Regions from separate parts of the Mus musculus genome. Here region 1 is linked to region 2. A link is a contact called in public HiCAR-type data. All regions are on one chromosome and are shown on one strand. The core of a region is the stretch at or near the end of the contact, and the rest is flanking DNA. Distances in the headings are between cores, read along the strand shown. Region 1 has its middle 36 kb from the start of Gm33476. Region 2 overlaps Nupl2 (nucleoporin like 2).

Region 1 (4,709 bases), core at 43-2,542, 85 kb before region 2:
GTTCGGATAGATGATAGAATAATTAATTTAAATTGACAAAGATGATGGACTGGGTATTATAAGTGGATATCAACCTTATAATTTGCATAATTGTTGTAATCGTGTTCAATTTATATCTGAGAGAAAAGAGCCTTTTTAATTGAAATGTGAGAAATGTAGTGGGTTTGGCTATACTGCTTGTATTATAATGCTAATTTGGGTCCCCAAAATTGCTTGCTTGAGAGAGTCTGCATGTCCACAGGTAAGACACTGAGGAACCCTGCCCCTAGTTGGTTCTGATTGGTAAATAAAGATGCTGGCAGCCAATGGCTGGGCAGGACGTGGCAGACTGAACTAGGACTTTTAGGATTTCCCAGGCCTGGGACTGAGAACAAGAAGAGAGGGAAGATCTGCCATGCTAGAAGAGTGTGGAGAAGGGAGACACCATGCCTGAGAAGAGTGCAAGACAGAGAGGCATGGCCGCCACGTGAAGGAGCCGGGAGAGCACGGCCCAGTTGGGCAGCCCTCTGAGTCCAGAGCAGCCAAGGTAGAACACAGAATTTAGTAAGCTGTAACTCGGAATTATCGGTGGAAGGTAGATTCTATCAGTAGTGGAGGTTAGGCAGTAGCCCAGCTATTGTGCTGATTAAGACATGTGTGTGTGTTTCATTTGGGAACACAAGCCATTGAGGTAGATAGCAAACCCGTATCTGCGACTTAATTATTAATTATTTAATTCAACAATATTTGTGCACAGGACTCCAGTTCCAAGAGGCTCCATGTGGGTAGGAATTACAATTCATGATTTATAGGTACAGATGACATCTGTGGACCTCCTTGCTTGGTTTTTGAAACAGGGTCACAGTTGTAGCTTTGGCTCTCCTTGAACTTGTGGTGATCCTCCTGCCTCAGTCTCCCAAGTGCAGAGATTATAGGTGTGTGATGTCTTCCCAAGAGGTGCTTGTAAATTCTTGAGGTGAGGGCCTTGCTGTCCTTTGTCCTCTCAGATGTGGTGTGTGATGCTCAGATGCTGGGCTAGGAGGCTGTGAGGGAGACCTATACTAGCCAGACCTGTGTTTTACATATAAGTAAAAGTCCCCCGTGGAAGTTGTTATTAATGTGTTTTTTTGTGACATTCACATGAACTTGGTCTAAATCAATCCAGGATAATTCTGCAACATTTGGTCACCCTTCTGCCTCACACCTGGGGGCATAACACTTCAGCATTAATCTGTGACAGATTAACAGGGCTTCAGCCTGGCCCAATGGTGTTGACAGTTTGAGGTGTTGGGCGCCATCTGGTGGCCGCATGATACACAGCCCTAATCACAGGAAGTCTGTTTCCAGCTATTTGCATAGCAGCCCCAGCCCATTCTTTAGTCAGAACCCCAAGTCTTGAACGTCAGCGGCCTGACATGGACTCCAGGACTTTAAGACACCATCGAGCTTCCCAGCTCCTGTGGGCTCCGGAAATTGAGAGAGAGCTGTTTCTAGGAAGTGTCTGGCTGTCCTTCCCCTCCTGCCAGTTGAGAACCGGCTACTAAATAAAGATGCCATGTGACCTCCCTTCTGCAGACTCTCAGGTCTCAGAGCAACAGTTAAAGTGGAGAGGAGGCGGCTGATGACTCACTGATACTCCGGAGCAGGAAATCAACACCCAGGGAGCCTGACCCGGCAGCGGCTCATACAGAATTGATTGGCGGTGGTTTGAGCGTGGGTGGAGTGGCTTTAATGTAGCCGAGCTTATAATACTTCCTTCTGCCGACCTCTGGTAAAATCCTGAAACAGGACTGGGTATGGTGGCTCCGGCCTGTAATCTCGGTTCTCAGGAAACTGATCAAGGGGCGTTGCTGCAAAACAAAAGTCCCAAACAAACTCTGAAATGGCCGATAAATGGCTCCCACCAGCTTTCTTCAAGGTTTGGAATTGGTAGAGAGACTCGCCACACCTGACACACACGCTGCCATCCACACTGGCCACTGCAGGCGATGGGTTGTCTTCTCCCTTGGGGACCCTTTGCTAGTGGGGCTACTTAATGCTCCCTGGGTTCTAGGTCCCCCTCGGCCCTGAGTCCACTCACTCTTTGGACTAAGTGTGGCTACAAGCCTCAGAGACAAGATGGCAGAGACCCTTGGAGAAAGAAAGCACAGCTGAAAGAACCAAGGAGACAACTTCTTGTCTTCCAGTCAGGAGTAGAAACTGGAAATCCCAGATGCTAGTGGTGCGAAGGCCTCCCCAGGAGTGTTTGGGAAGGGGTGATCTGAGAACTGCTATGCTGTGGTTTGTCATGTTGGGGTCAAAGAAGCAGGTGAGGTGGGGAGGCCTGGCCATGTGGATGGGAGCCTCAGGGTAGACAGGGTGGCCATAGGACCATGGTCTCAGCTGACACGGAGAAGCCAAGCCAGGGACACAGAGACAGTATACCTCTCAAGTCTGGAATGAGAGGACTTGGAAGTCAACTAGACATTTTGCTGCTACAGAAATTGGGGTCTCAGAGGTCATGTGACTGCTATGTGACTATGCTGAGCTAGGTGGCACCAGACTCCTACCCTAGCAGAGACTCCTTGCACAAGGCTGTGGGGTCCGGGCCCTCCTTCCCTGGAGTTAGGTCCCTGACAATCCACGGCCCCTGCTCCAAAATTCTCTATCTTGTTTTGTCTTAATATAACCATGTTTATGTTTGTTTGTCTTGTGTTTTGAGCTAGGGTCTCCATGTTCACTTAGGTCGGGCTTGAACTCCTATTTCCACCCTCAAGGAAAGCTTCATAGAGAGCCCCAACCCCTGCTGCTGCTGCCGAGCCAGGGTTTCTGTCTGGGAGAACATAGGACAGGTGGTCACACCTCTGCCCTGCCCTCTCCCAGAGGCCTCTAAAGCAACAGGTTGTTGTGCCCCCCTGGTTTCCTGTTCCTTATGTAAAACAGCTTCAGGTTTGCATCTCCACCTGGCAGTGAAGGAGCCACAAACAAAATCACATTTTGCTTTACATGAGGCTGGGGTGGATCAGGGCCGCAGGGAGACAGGTGGGCGGGACACCCCCTTGCTATGCCCTCTGCTCAGTCTTCTGGCTGGGTTGTCTGCAAAGATGGCTCCTCAGGCAGGGTGATCTCTCTCAGAGCCTGGCCCCATGTTTCCTTCAGCCTGTGTTCCCACAATTGTGGAACTCGTGTCTGTCCCGGGGGAGAGTGCCTCTGTTCCTGGTGAGGCACAGGTGGGTGGATGTGTGTTGAACAAGGCTCTCCCTCCAGGGAATGTCTTCTGGTCTATAACCAAACACACGCACAGAGATGCGTCCCAGGTAACCCGGGTCTCTGCCACTGCTCACCCCCACTCTGTGGCCTGGGAGCTGTTAATTCAGAGCCATTATCAAACCAAGATCTTTACCATCTGTTACCCCAATGAGCCTGGGGTCAGATGGGACAGAAGTGTCACCTTTCCTTCCCTTTCCACCTGGGTTACGGGGTCTGGGTCTCTTTACTGAAATGATACTAGGGGAGGGGGCGGTCACTTGTGACACAATGTCCAGGTCCTTTGAGTCTGGAACAAGGATGTAAGCAAACCACAGAGTAGCAGCGGTGGGAAGGAAGGGGGGACAGGGTGTATGCCAGGTGCAACATGGTTGCCAACATGGCTGCAGCAGAGGAGCCTTGAACAAGCTCCTGGCTCGGGGCCCCAGTTCGGGGCTTTTCTTTATTAAAGGGGAGGGGCAGGTGTGTATTCCTGATAGGACTGGGCAGACCTTTCTTTAACTGAAGTGAGTGATTGATCTTTCTTCTCTGTTTGCACAATCCTTGGAGGTCCAGGGCAGTCCAAGGAAAGGTCTCTCAGTCTTTCTTGGTTGCTGGGTACTGAGTCAGCCTTCCTGTGATTCACAGTCAGGAGTGTTTGACTCTATCTTCAGACCTCTAGACTCTGGAGTCCCCACCACCCCCGTTCTGTTTCAGGGACAGACTTCTGCGGGCCATGTCTCTCTATTTCCAACTTCTACCGCGGGATGGAAGCTGGTCCTCCTGTCCCCTTCCAGCTGTAACAGATAAGACCACAAGACAAGGTTCCAACTTCCCTTGGTAACCGTGGGGGCATCAGTGGCCTTGGGGGCACCTCCCCCTATTTCCGTCCCTTGCTTTGTTCCTCATCTGTGATGTCAATTCTGGGATGCTTGCCTTGTTTGTCCTTGAATCCTTGATATCCTGAGCTACCAGTTCCCTAAGGTCACATGTCTGCATTAAACACTCTCTTTTCCCCAGACCCATGTGCACACTCCATAGGAGAGCCTTGGGCTTCTCCCTGTAGATATTTCATTCCCTTGGGATAAAGTCTCTAGGCCAGCAGCCATCAACACCGGCCACCCAGGCCTCGTCTCTTTGCCCACACAATACAGAGGTCACAGACAGAAGCAGCTACCCAGATCTCTATGGAGATGCTTGGGGACTAGAACTCAAGTCCTCAAGTTTGTGCGACAATTACCATTACCCACCCCTGGGCCATCACCCCAGCTCCTCCCCCTACTTTTTGACTGTGAACCTATCAAACTCTCAGAAACCTCACAGTTGACACCCAGTTTTACAATGCTTCATATGTAGCTCTAGGTCTCTGCCCGGTCTTCCTTTCTTACATTTGCCAATGCCCCGGGACCAACACTGCCCTTAGGCTCTGTCGTCTACTTGAGTTCTTCCAGGGCATCATGGGACCTGGGACTGCATGGTGCCCAAGCACCTTGACACCTGCCTCC
Region 2 (4,818 bases), core at 371-2,870:
GATGGGAATCACACTTTAAAAGGGTCAGAATATGGATCCCGAGGGAAAGAATGCTCCGCACTGTTCATGAACACCTGGAGTGCCCATCCTTCAATAGGTAAGCCATTTGCTTGAGTTTTTTGGTCTACTATACGCATGTGTGTTTGTGCGCAGGTGTGTGTGATGGCCAAAGGTTGGTGTTAGGTGTCTTCCCCTATCATTTCTCCATCCTTTTGACAGGGTTTCTGGAAATGGCTGGTCAGCAAGTTCTGGGCATCTACCTGTCTCTGCCTCTTGAGTGCTGGGGAGACAGATTCACGCACTCCCATGCCTAAGTGCTGGGCATCAGCTTGGGTCCTCACATCTGCATATCTCTGCAGCCACTGCTCCACCCACTCAGCGGCTCCTTCCACGTTTGATTTTCTCCCATGTAAAAGGTGAGGGCTTGGGACTGGAGAGGTAGATAGTTCAGAGGTTAGGAGGACTGCTGCTTCAGAGGACGAGAGTTCAGTTCCTAGCACCTTTATATGGTGCCTCACAACTGTAACCTCAGCTGCAGGGAATCTGACCTCTAAAGGAACCAGGCATGTACGTGGTGCACAGACACACATGCAGGCACAAGTCAGAGTTGGGAGACGGAGTTCCTGTCATGCAGGAGACACTGTACCTGGGTTTGATCTCCAGAAACCACTGTTCACATCCCTATTTAAAGGGACAGAAAGTGGAGTAGAATGAGAAAATTACTTTATTCAGTACACTGTACTGTTTAGTTCCACTCGTAATTACAGTACAAAAGAGTCCCTTGCTTATTGACTTTTTTGGCTATCCTTTATTTAGCTGGGTGTTTAGAAAAGTTAAACTTTAAAATCCCTCAAATTACTGAAAGCTATATATATATATAAACGTATTCAAGTCAATCTCAGAAGCCATAGTTAGGGAGGAGTATGGGTCAGGTAGAATCCGCCTGGCCTGGGTGAGCCCAGCCTGATCTGCAGCACTATAAAAACAGGGCTTTCAAAGCCATTCAGAGCTTTCTCTTGGAGGTCTCTTGTTCACTCTGTGCTGTCCACACTGGCCTGAATTTGTGGTGTTCTGCTGCTCAGCTTCCCAGACTGTAGGCATGCAGGACATGCCTGGCTAAGGCATTCTTTCTGTATTTAAACCTGACCTTTATACAGTCAGAAGCTCGACCGGTGGCGGCTTCAGTGGAATTTTTCCCAGGGTAAATCTCTGGGATTGAAACTGCTCCAGTTCTTCCTTCATCAGCTGATCCCTGGGTGTGAACAGTGCGTTATCAGCGGCACCGGAGGCTAGGACAGAGGTAGATATGCCGCTACCTCCAAACACGTCAGTGGAAGGTTTAGCAAATACAGCCTGAGAATGTGGGCTAGGACTGCCAAAACCAGCCACAGAACTGCCGCTTCTCAAGGGAGGGGCTGTTGTAGAGCCAGAGGGACTCGCTGCCATGGAGGCTGGAAATCCCGAAAACCCAGGTGATGCAAAACTGGAACCTTCAGGGCTCTTGAACGAAAATGATGCAGCAGACGTGGCTTCAGGTTTCCCAAGTCCAAAGGCTGGAGTGGAGGAAGAGATGGAGGAGCCCGCAGAGGGCCCAGCCCCAAAGGCTGGGTGACTTCCAAATACTGAAGTGCTTCCGGAAGGAGGAGTGGCAAGTCCAGGGCTTGTTTTAAAACTAAAGTTCTGAACAGTACTGCTGCTGCTGTTATTCACTGGGAAGCCTACAAACATAGGTTACAGTCAGAAAATGTGGCCGTGCCGCTCCCTTCTCTTATTTCAGACATGTGTAGATATTGAAGAGTTTAGGGACACATGAAAACAAAGTTAAACCGACCCTCTGAGTCCCACTGCCCTGTCACGACTCATGCGTCCATGCGAGTCAGAGTGGGTGTGCGCTTCGGCTTGCCATGCTTTTCAGCAGAGCAGCCTTGTGACTGCTGTGTGCTGACAAAGGTCTCAATGACACTCCTGCCACACTGGTGTGCTCCTATCAAATTCCTGAGAGCCTTGCTATGAAGGCCAAGCTTGCCTTAGATGTTTGATTCTTTACTGCAGCCTCTGCAGGCTAGAATTATATATATATATAATCATCACGCCCAGTTTCCTATGAGGCAGAGAGACATTCCTAAAATGTTCTTCTAGAGCTGGGCATGGTGGTTCCCATCTGTACTCCCATTGCAGGGGCAGAGGCAGAAGGATCAAAAGTCCTGGTTCACAAAGTGAGTTCCAGGCCAGGGCTACACAGTAATAGCCTATCTCAGAGACAAAAGTACTTCTATAAGCTGAGCCCCAGCACTCCCCCTTACTCCCACTCCACCAGCCTACCTTCCCAAAGCATTTGTGGAGCTAAGTTCTTCAAGGCTCCATTATGGAGGAATTTGTGAGAATTATTTAAAATGGTGATTCAGGCTTTCTAAAGTTGCAATCTATAGCATCCCACTTTTCTGAGCCACACTCTCTTACCTGGTGACCCAAACGACCCTGCTTGCTTACTTCCAAATCCAAACGCAGGCACTGCTTGACTGACCCCATCTTTTACGTCAGAGAGCTGAAAAACCAACACAAATACAACACTTCATGAGTAGTTATCATAGACTGTTGCTATACAGTACATTTTAAAAATGTATTATTTAAATATGCACTTTTAATATATAAAATGTCCATTATGTGATCAAGAGAAGGAAAGGATATAATACTCCACAAACTATAAAATCAACTAATATGCACATTGATATAAAACTGCACTAGAAATGAACGACAGTTATCTCTGGCTGGGGACAACTTTAATTTTATACTTGTTAAAGTTCAAGTTGTTAAATTCAATTTGTTAATTAAAATTGTTAGAATTCAACTTGTTAAAAACAACATATTATAATCAGAAAAACATTTTTTAATCAATATACATTGTATCCATATAAAAAACCTTCAAGAATAAATAAAATTGCATTCTAGAAAACCACACATGTCAGTGTTTATAAAATTACACCCGAATTTGTTAGTCACTCCAGGTACAGGTTTAACTGGGTGTTTAGAAAAGTTAAACTTTAAAATCCCTCAAATTACTGAAAGCTATATATATATATAAACGTATTCAAGTCAATCTCAGAAGCCATAGTTAGGGAGGAGTATGGGTCAGGTAGAATCCGCCTGGCCTGGGTAAGCCCAGCCTGATCTGCAGCACTATAAAAACAGGGCTTTCAAAGCCATTCAGAGCTTTCTCTTGGAGGTCTCTTGTCAGAGTATGCCCAGGCTACCTCCTCAATGCTTCAACTCAACTTGCAGTCACAGTGCTATAAAACGCTTCCTACTAAAACCCATTGGACTGACCTACTCTGCTGACTGATGGATGCCCTTTTCAAGGAACCTTCCACCAATCCCGACTCCTTCCCTCCAAGACATTTGTCTTTCTTCTTTTTTTCTCTATAGACTAGGCTATCTTGAGCTCACAGATATCCACCTCTCCTCTACCTAAGTGCCGTGATTAAAGTTGCATACCACTGCACCAAGCCTGAAACCATTGAAGCTGAGCTTTCTTTCCTAGAAGTATCTTAGACAATTTCATCTAGTTCACATAGAGCTACTTCTCAACCTTCCTAATGCTGTGACACTTTAATACAATTTCCTCATGTTGCAGTGACCTCCCCAACATAAAATTATTTTAGTTGCTACTTCAAAACTGTAATTTTGCTACTGTTACATAACTGTAACATAAATATCTGACATATAGATGTCTCATATGTGACCCCTGTGAAAGGGTCATCACCCTCAGGTTGAGCAGAGATGATGTGTTTTGACATATTTCAGTGACTCCTAATACACTTATAATCACCGCAAACCAATTTCTATTGCCCTTAAGAGCTTCCTATGACCTTCCTGGGCAGACAGCCCTTTCTCCACTTCTGGTCCCACACAATTGATCATTAGCTCACCACTACAGACAGGTGCTGTCCCTTCCATAGTTTCATAACGACAGAATTATACAGGGTTTTTGTTTTGTTTTGTTTTTTCCTTGCTTCTTTTTACTGGAGTAATAGTCACCAATAGGTAAATGGATAAACAAATGTAAGTGCATCTATGCTCATGATAAAAGAGTAACAACGATGACGTGCTAAGCCACTGAGGACGGGTTGTTCCAGGGACCTTACAACGTTCACAATGACCTGGAAGCACTCATCCCAGACGGAAGGTCTACAGCTCCTTAGACTTAGGCATTACTGTGCTCCCAGCTCTCAGCAATGGTGCGGCCAAGGGAGCTCTACAGCTGCCAGGTGGAATAAGCACATCTTTAAGTCCTTGAATTTGTAATAGTTTCCAACTTTCAAAACTAGTCCTACCCCAGTTTAAAACCTTATGCTAAAGTTTTACATTTTATTTATTTATTTATTTATTTATTTATTTATTTATTTATTTATTTATTTATTTATTTATTTATAAACAAGGTCTAAGCATTCCTTGGCTGTCTTGGACTCCAGTATGTAGATCCGTTGTTGCAAATTCAGAGAGATCTGTCTATCTCTGTCTCCCTAGTGCAAGAACTAAAGGAGTCTACCGTGGCTAACTGAAAACTGGTTCTAAAAAGCACAACTAGCCTTTAATCCCAGCACTCGGGAGGCAGAGGCAGGCGGATTTCTGAGTTCGAGGCTAGCCTGGTCTACAGACAGCCAGGGCTACACAGAGAAACCCTGTGTCGAAAAACCAAAAAACAAAACAAAACAAAAACAAAAACAAAAAAAGCACAACTGTCCCCACTTTTCTGAGAAACAGAATAAGTTCTAGAGCTTCAGCTCTAGATGACCACATAGTGAGGGTGTGTGGGCACAG

What was found. HiCAR-type assays count read pairs that join an accessible place to other places.
Region 1: a HiCAR-type map of embryonic stem cells shows a contact between it and region 2, with 2.8 times the contacts expected there. The contact joins two enhancer-like sites. A contact is called at or near these places in 13 of 484 Hi-C or Micro-C datasets (B cells, the N1E-115 cell line, Sertoli cells and 4 more) and 5 of 115 datasets of contacts at active chromatin or transcription factors (all in embryonic stem cells).

The regions. Positions count from the first base shown.
Region 1 is chr5:24,263,399-24,268,107 of GRCm38.p6, reverse strand. No RefSeq gene overlaps it. Among named protein-coding and RNA genes, the nearest start is that of Gm33476, 36 kb to the left of the region's middle. Within about 2 kb of position 1,292, at least 281 of the 459 cell types and tissues checked have an H3K27ac peak or open chromatin away from gene starts, as enhancers often do. A contact at or near this core is called in embryonic stem cells, where this site is marked.
Region 2 is chr5:24,178,808-24,183,625 of GRCm38.p6, reverse strand. Nupl2 (nucleoporin like 2) reads right to left here. Exons shown (of 7, transcript NM_153092.4): 6 at 2,461-2,545; 7 at 1-1,718. The coding sequence ends at 1,150. Among named protein-coding and RNA genes, the nearest start is that of Nupl2, 16 kb to the right of the region's middle. Within about 2 kb of position 1,620, at least 21 of the 459 cell types and tissues checked have an H3K27ac peak or open chromatin away from gene starts, as enhancers often do. A contact at or near this core is called in embryonic stem cells, where this site is marked.